Linked DNA regions of Mus musculus: region 2 is linked to region 1. The links are chromatin contacts, called in public promoter capture Hi-C maps. All regions are on one chromosome and are shown on one strand. The core of a region is the stretch at or near the end of the contact, and the rest is flanking DNA. Distances in the headings are between cores, read along the strand shown. Region 1 holds the start of Herc6 (hect domain and RLD 6). Region 2 overlaps Lancl2 (LanC (bacterial lantibiotic synthetase component C)-like 2).

Region 1 (3,795 bases), core at 758-3,257:
TGATTAATAGAATAGAACTGAACACCCAGAAATAAGTCCACATACTTATAGACATGTGATTTTTGAGAAAGAAGCTAGAAATACAAACTAGAAAATAGAATCTTCAAAAAATGGTGCTGATCAAACTGAATGGCTGCATGTTAAAGAATACTATGAGGAATTTCTTTTCTGATTTTGTTGTCTACTTGGTATTCTGTATATTCGTGTATCTTTTTAACCCAGAGAGGTTAGGCATAGAGGAAGGGACTAGGAAGACACATGGATTTTTTTCTGGGATGGAGAAATAGAAATGGATTTTACTGGTAGAGGAGAGGAAGGCATGAGAATGGGAGGTTCTGGTGGGAAAGAAGAGAGGAAATGGAATTTAGAGAGGCAATGAGAGGAGGAACAGCTAGTATTGAAACTCATTTGAAGAATATGGAAACCTGATGTAGTGGAAACTTCCTAAAATAATGAAGGTGGTCCTATTGAAGTCTCTAAATAATGAGGGAGATGGAACCCCAACTGGCCATGTCTGTCCCAGTGGAAAATTTCAGTCTGGGATTAAGTTTTATCCAGTTGAGTTATTGGTTGAAAGGGTCGCTATGAAATCCTCAAATACTTCAGGCTGTTGCCAAGAAAATAGGTGTCTCTCAACAAACCAACAGCAAGTTTTCATTGCTGAAGTCAATACTCACACAATGCACTGAATGTGGAGTCCCATGTTCTAATGTCTATGACAGGCAAAGGGACTCTGCAGGTTGCTAAAAGAGAAAAGTAAACCAATCCAACCATAAAACCCTTGATCTACAATTTGTCCTGCTTGGAAAATATGCTAGGGCAATGGTGGCACAAACCACGTGGAGTAACCAACTGATTTCAGATTTGACTTAAGGCCTACACCATGAGATGGAAGGAACCCATACCTGACACTGCTCAGGTGACCAAGAACCAGAACCTAGGACAAAACCAAATACTACTGGTCTAAGAAAAACAAAAGGGTAACAATAAAATGACTCAATAATAGTCTGCTAGGCTCATATGGCAGTGCCTTATTCAGCCATCATTAGAGAGGCTTCAACCTGCAGCAGATGGGAATAAACACAGTGACCCACAACCCTTTCAGTGCTGTGTTTGTTTTCAAAGGTGGGGAGGGAGGGAGGGAGAAAGGGAGGGAGGGAGGGAGGGAGGGAGGGAGGGAGAGAGAGAGAGAGAGAGAGAGAGAGAGAGAGAGAGAGAGAGAGAGAGAGAGAGAGAGAGAGAGAGAGCCAGAGAGAGCCAGAGTCACCTTGGAACACACAGCTCTAAAGATGTCTCCCTTAAATTCCTTCAGAGCTCAGCAAACCTGCAAAAGAGTGTTCACTTTTTTTCTGTTGGCTTGTGTAGCTTTGATGTGAAGGTTTTCATTTCTTTACATATCTGGCCCCTGCCCTTACTCTGCAGTTGGATTCAGTTGGACAGCAGCTTCTCCATTGCAGCTCAGTTAGGGTTCATTATTAATTACATCCTTACAGGCTTCCCAGCTTTGGCTTTCTAGGCCTCTTTGAAATTCTCAAAAAAGTTCTGTAACCCCCTGAACATACTCCATAATCTATTTATTATACATATAGGTTTACCATGTGGTGCTTAATGTGTGATCTGAAAATTAATAATCAAGACTGGAATAAAAGAACCCCAGCTAGAATTGCCAAGGAAAGCAGATTCCCTGGGAACTGGTTGCCACTGAAATTGCTACAACTTGTGGATATTGTCACTTAATAAATATTTCACAGACCTAGAAATTTGTCCAGAGCATCAGGACTCACAAGTGGCTTACTCATGATGGAGATACTTTCTTCTTCCCTGTCTTCTCAGATACTCAGTACTGAAAATTCAAGCAGCCAGGTTTCAAAATGACCCTAGAAATGCCTGTGAGAAAGATGTTAGTGGTGTGGGACAAGCAGGCACTTACTGGAAAGAACTATGACGTAAGGGACTGGGCAGTGCCCTTGGGAGGAGTTAGGGAAGCTAGGTCACTTGCTTTTGGGAGCCCATCTGACATACCAGAGCCGCGGGTGGCTGTGCACCGCAGGGATGTATTTCAGCTGGGCTGCAGGAAGCCGGAAGCCTCGGCGCCTGAAGGCGGGAACCAGCGGCATTGAACTCTTGCAGGCAGCCAGCGGGGAACACCACTCGCTCCTACTGTTCAGCAACCACAGGGTGTATTCCTGCGGGGACAACAGCTGGGGACAGCTGGGCCAGAGGAGAGACCAGAGTACCGAAAGGCCAGGTGACTTCCAAGCTCCTGAGCAGGTGCTCAGGACAGTATGTGGGGGCCTCGGGTCCAGGGGACCAGGGGACCAGGGGACCAGGGATACCGGGTGGCTGGACCAGGGATATCAGAAGCTGGAACCCTGTTTTAAGCAGCTTGCATCAACTGGTCAACTCCTAGAGCTCTGGAGTTTGTATTTGTTTCGGTTTCCAATTCCTCTTCATTGAGAAACTGAAAGCAAAAAAGCAAGCTTTCCTCTGGATAGAAAGAAAGTCCCTCCTCCTTACCAAGCTAAGCCTGAGAGAACTTTCTGGAGGGGGTGGGGTGGGGGGAATCTGATTTCCAAACCGAAAAGCTTAGCAATAACTTGGGGCATCTTCTCTCCTAAGGTTTTGTTTTTGTTTTTTGTTTTTTTAAAAAAGTATAATAGCATTTTTCGGCATTAAAGCTGATGTAGGAAAGTACTAAAGAAGCCACCTGTAGGGTCTTGAGAGATGGCTCGGTGGTTAAGAGTTCAGCTCCTGACACTTATGCGGCAGTTTACAACTACCTATAATTACAGTTCCAGAGGATCCTATGCCTCTATGGGTACCAGCACACACATATATGCACACAGTGATGCGCAAGCGCAAGCGCGCGCGCGCACACACACACACACACACACACACACACACACACACACGTAAAAATAATAAAATATTTAAAATTTAAAAAGTCACCTATAATTACACCAAAAGCAACTCTAAGACCATTGCAGCTCCTCGTTTTATCTTCTGCTTATGTATTTAATTTTTATAGGAATTTTGTCATTATGAGTTATTGTAATTGTATCTAAACAAGAAGTTGTGGTTTTACCAAAACATTAATCCACTAGGGGATTTTATATATGATATTGATTCACTTCTAAGTAACTTCAAACTAACTAAAGTTCTAGTTTGTTTTTCTGGTTTTAATTATCTATTTTTGCCACTTTATATGCTAAGCAAGCACTCTACCACTGGACTATTTTACATTCCCATTGACTATATTTGATTATGTGTGTAGAATAATTTGAAGAACTGTGTAGAACACGAAAACTATTCCTCTGTCCCTTTGGATTCAGTTTCTGGAAGCTACAAATTTAACTTGAAAAAAATGAATAGGCAAAAAACAGCATGGGATTTTATTAGTCTTTTACCTAGAGAGTAATTTTTGTGTATATAGGAATTCACAGAAAGTAAAAGAGGTGCTTAGATCCAGGAACTTGTGTACTTAACAAAAGAAAAGAGGTTGGATAATAAATTGTGGGGAACCATCTAAGAAATAATGATAAAGCCCTTGCCAGACACGAATGGGCACCTTTCAGTTTCGTTTCCGTGGGCTGTGAATCTTATTTTGAGCTAGGTTTCAGTTTGCTCAGATAGGAACTCAAGGTGCTCCGACTTTGCCTGCCAAGTTGTGTCCAGGTAGTCCATAAAAACTGCTGTCTTTCCACACATGTATAAACATATTGGGTTTACTTCTTCATGATGTTTAGTAAGAACTTTAGAATTGATTTAACCAACACTGAGGGACACAAAGAATCT
Region 2 (3,463 bases), core at 44-2,543, 140 kb after region 1:
AAACCTGAGATTCTGTATTCTGTAAGTGATGCTTGTATATGTCTTACTTGTTGTTTTACCTAGATTTTATGTCTCCAGGATTCCCTCTTTTTTTCTTTATTTCTTCTATTTCCATTTTCAGGTCTTGAACAGTTTTATTCATTTTCATTACCTGTTTGCTTGTAATTTTTTTGGTATTTCTTTAAGGGAATTTATTCATTCCCTCTTTAAGGGCCTCTATTATCTTCAGAAAGTTGAATTTAGGATAGAATTTTCTTGTCCCTTCAGCTGTGTTGGAATATCTAGGGCTTGCTGTAGGATAGCTAAGTTCTTGTGGTGCCATATTGCTCTGGCTGTTGTTGGTTGTATTCTCATGCTGACTTCTAGTAATCTGCCTTTTGGGAGTTATTATAGGTTCAGGGGCTTATTCCTAATTTTTGTCTTTGTTAGATGGGTGGGTATTTTTTTTTTTTTTTTGGATGTTTTCCCTCTTAGTTTCTATTTCCTTTTTGATCTTGTGAGTGACCAGAAATTCCAATGACCAGTGATTCTTCAAGTCTGGTAGTGTGTTTCTGCTTGCTTTTTCTTTTATTTTTTTTATTTGTTTGTTTGTTTATTTTGTGGCCTGTGTGACCTCTGGTGGTTTGGGTGCCAAGGTTACCTCTGAGGTCCTTAGAACCAGTGTGGCCTCTGGGAAAGCAGAGGTCTCCTGTATAGTCTTATGGCTGAATATGGAGCCCAGGTGATGAGGTGTAGTATAAGGCTTTTGGGTATGCTATTAGGGGGAGTTGGCAAGCATAGGACTCAGGGTAGGCTCTTACCTTGGGTCCCTGGTACTGTTGTCACCTCTAGTAAAGCAGCTGAAGTTGTGACCCTGAAAATGGAGCCCAGGGGATGAGGTGCAGTTCACTGCTGTTATCTGTGCTCTAGGGAAAGTTGGCAGGCATTGGGCATAGGACAGGGTCTTATCTAGGGTCCCTGGTACTGCTGTGGCCTCTAGGAGAGCAGGCAGAGTTATTGTCCAGAAAATGGAGCTCATAACTCAGGAGTTAAAATATGCTCTCAAAGCAAATTATTTTCTAACGGTTGCTGCAAAGAGCTCTCAGTAATATTCCTGGTTCTATCTTTGGTGAGAGAAGACATTGATAGAGAGTCTCAGAGTATCCCATTCTGGCCTTAGGGTCACTATCATATAGTTGAGAATGTCTTTGAACTCCTGACTCTGCTGTGTCCATCAGCCACATGCTGAGCCACTACACCTGGCTTTGGATTTCTATTTCTGTATTTACAAAGAGGTTGGTCACAGGCTGCTCCTGCTGTCCCTGTTCTGCCACATCATGTGCACTCCCTAAGTGGGGATCTGACTCACTGGTCATATCCTCAATTGCTTAATGAGGAAAGGAAAACAAACTGAAAAATTGTAGAAAATTAGAAAGGAGGCATAAAGTCCAGAAAAGTAATCATTTACTCTGGTATCACATAGAATGAGAAATTATTTGAGAAGAAGCATAAGGAAAGAGTTATATTAGCTTGAGATAAAGAGAAGATTGAGGCTGGACTGGATGTGAATGGGAACAGGGAGTGAGTGACAGGAGCCGCAGTATGTCTTGTGTCTTTTTTCTCTAACAGTAAAATGTGGACATACTATATCAGGTTAGTTAACCCATGATAAATTTCAACCTGTTTCTTGTTTTTTTCCACCCTAATTTTTGGGTCTTTTTCGTTTCAGCATTTTCAGTTTTCTGAAATAAATTATACTTTTTCTCGTTATTGTTTTATGTTTTCCATTTCGAAATACAGAATGCTAGTAGATGTTTGTGTAATTATAAAATAACTCCCTGAGGGTACAACTGAAGATAGTAATGCTTTTCTTCGTGGGGTGGGGATCATTCCAGGCATAGCACTTTTGTACCTGCAGCTGTACCGGGTCACTGGTGACCAGACCTACCTGCTTCGATCCCTGGATTACGTGAAGAGAACACTCCGAAATTTGAGTGGTCGCAGAGTCACTTTCCTTTGTGGAGATGCTGGGCCCCTTGCTGTGGGAGCTGTGATATATCATAAACTCAAAAGTGAATGTGAGTCCCAGGAATGCATCACAAAGTGAGTTCTAAAACATCTCCAAATGTTTTGTTGAAGAATTACTGTGCAAAGATGTTCAACAATTAAAGTATTGTCTAATCTGCTATTGCAAAGAGGTCTCTCTGAAATGTGAAGTATGTTAGTTTAGTAGTGGGACCATGTGTACTTTTTCTGTATGTACATGAGTGTGTCCTAATTTCAGTGGAACTTTAATATTCATTTCTAAACAATTTTTGGTTGTCTTCAGTGTATGAAAGCAAGTGCACGTCCATGAAAATAGCTTGACTAATCCTGAGCTCAATCTCTAGCTCTTAGTCATGGTAATGAGGGAATGATGGACTGTGAAGGTTTCTGCAGTGGGCAGTTTATAGTCTTCTCAAACAAGTAGAAAACAAAGTCCCATCTTTGGATCTAGTAGAGTATCTGACATGTGCAGACATTTGATGTTGTTGAAAGATTGAGTGACTTAGCCTTGCCTAGGTAGTAACCACATCTCGGCTCCATCTTTACATACATTTTATATCACTCTCTTCTAACACTAGATTTTAAAGTATGTACTCTGTTTTCACTATATGATTTAGAGTAATAGAAAGGTGGAAAATTTGGGCTGAAAAAAATCTTTTTCAAAGCTGGAGATTCAATTTAGGATCTCCTATACTTGTAATACTGATCTATATACCCATCCCATATATTTGTATTCTTAAGTTATTATTTGAAACAGGAATCAATAGAGAGAGAGGTTTTGATTGTTTTATGAACTTGAGAGATGTTTTAGAAATTTTCTGAGATATGTCTTGTTGGTCAGACTTCTACAGATGCATAGAACTATTGTCTGTCAAGAGTCAGAGCTTCCTGATGAACTGCTGTATGGACGAGCAGGATACCTGTATGCCTTACTGTACCTGAACACAGAGATTGGCCCTGGCACTGTTGGTGAGACAGCTATTAAAGAGGTATTGTGGGCCTACTGGACTTTCTGGCACTCGAAACTGTTAGCATGTAGTTATATTATCACCCAGCCTCTGCTTCTAGGTGGGAGTAATTCTTTACAGGCATCTCATAAATTGTTTTTTGTTTTTGTTTTTTTTGTTTTTTGTTTTTTGCTTTTTTTAGAAACAGGTATGTATCTTCTCAAAGGTCTTTTAAAAAAATCTATGAACTTTATTGTTAAGTTATGTTCCACTTCAAAACCTCAGGATGAGATGACTGTGATTTGGTGTGCATACTCTTTCATTTTGTTCCCTTGATCTCTACATATGCCCTTACCCACATAACCAAATAGAGCTTGGCTCCCTTAGCCTGCCTGGAAAAGGAAAGGAAACAGCTTCCTTTGTCAGGGATCTGTTTACAAGATGCCCACCTCGTGTTTGCTTGCATCTCATTCTAAAAACTTAGATGACTA

Evidence for each region. Promoter capture Hi-C pulls out the DNA fragments that hold promoters and counts their contacts.
Region 2: a contact with region 1 is called in a promoter capture Hi-C map of macrophages, with 7 read pairs. The contact joins the enhancer-like site here to the promoter of Herc6 in region 1. A contact is called at or near these places in 4 of 39 promoter capture datasets (the C10 cell line, embryonic stem cells, liver and 1 more), 1 of 484 Hi-C or Micro-C datasets (germinal center B cells) and 4 of 9 other capture datasets (adipose tissue, liver, macrophages and 1 more).

Annotation. Positions count from the first base shown.
Region 1 is chr6:57,578,985-57,582,779 of GRCm38.p6, forward strand. Herc6 (hect domain and RLD 6) reads left to right here and starts at 2,008. Exons shown (of 23, transcript NM_025992.2): 1 at 2,008-2,248. The coding sequence starts at 2,053.
Region 2 is chr6:57,720,623-57,724,085 of GRCm38.p6, forward strand. Lancl2 (LanC (bacterial lantibiotic synthetase component C)-like 2) reads left to right here. Exons shown (of 9, transcript NM_133737.2): 3 at 1,875-2,082; 4 at 2,867-3,014. Among named protein-coding and RNA genes, the nearest start is that of Lancl2, 20 kb to the left of the region's middle. Within about 2 kb of position 1,294, at least 4 of the 459 cell types and tissues checked have an H3K27ac peak or open chromatin away from gene starts, as enhancers often do. A contact at or near this core is called in macrophages, where this site is marked.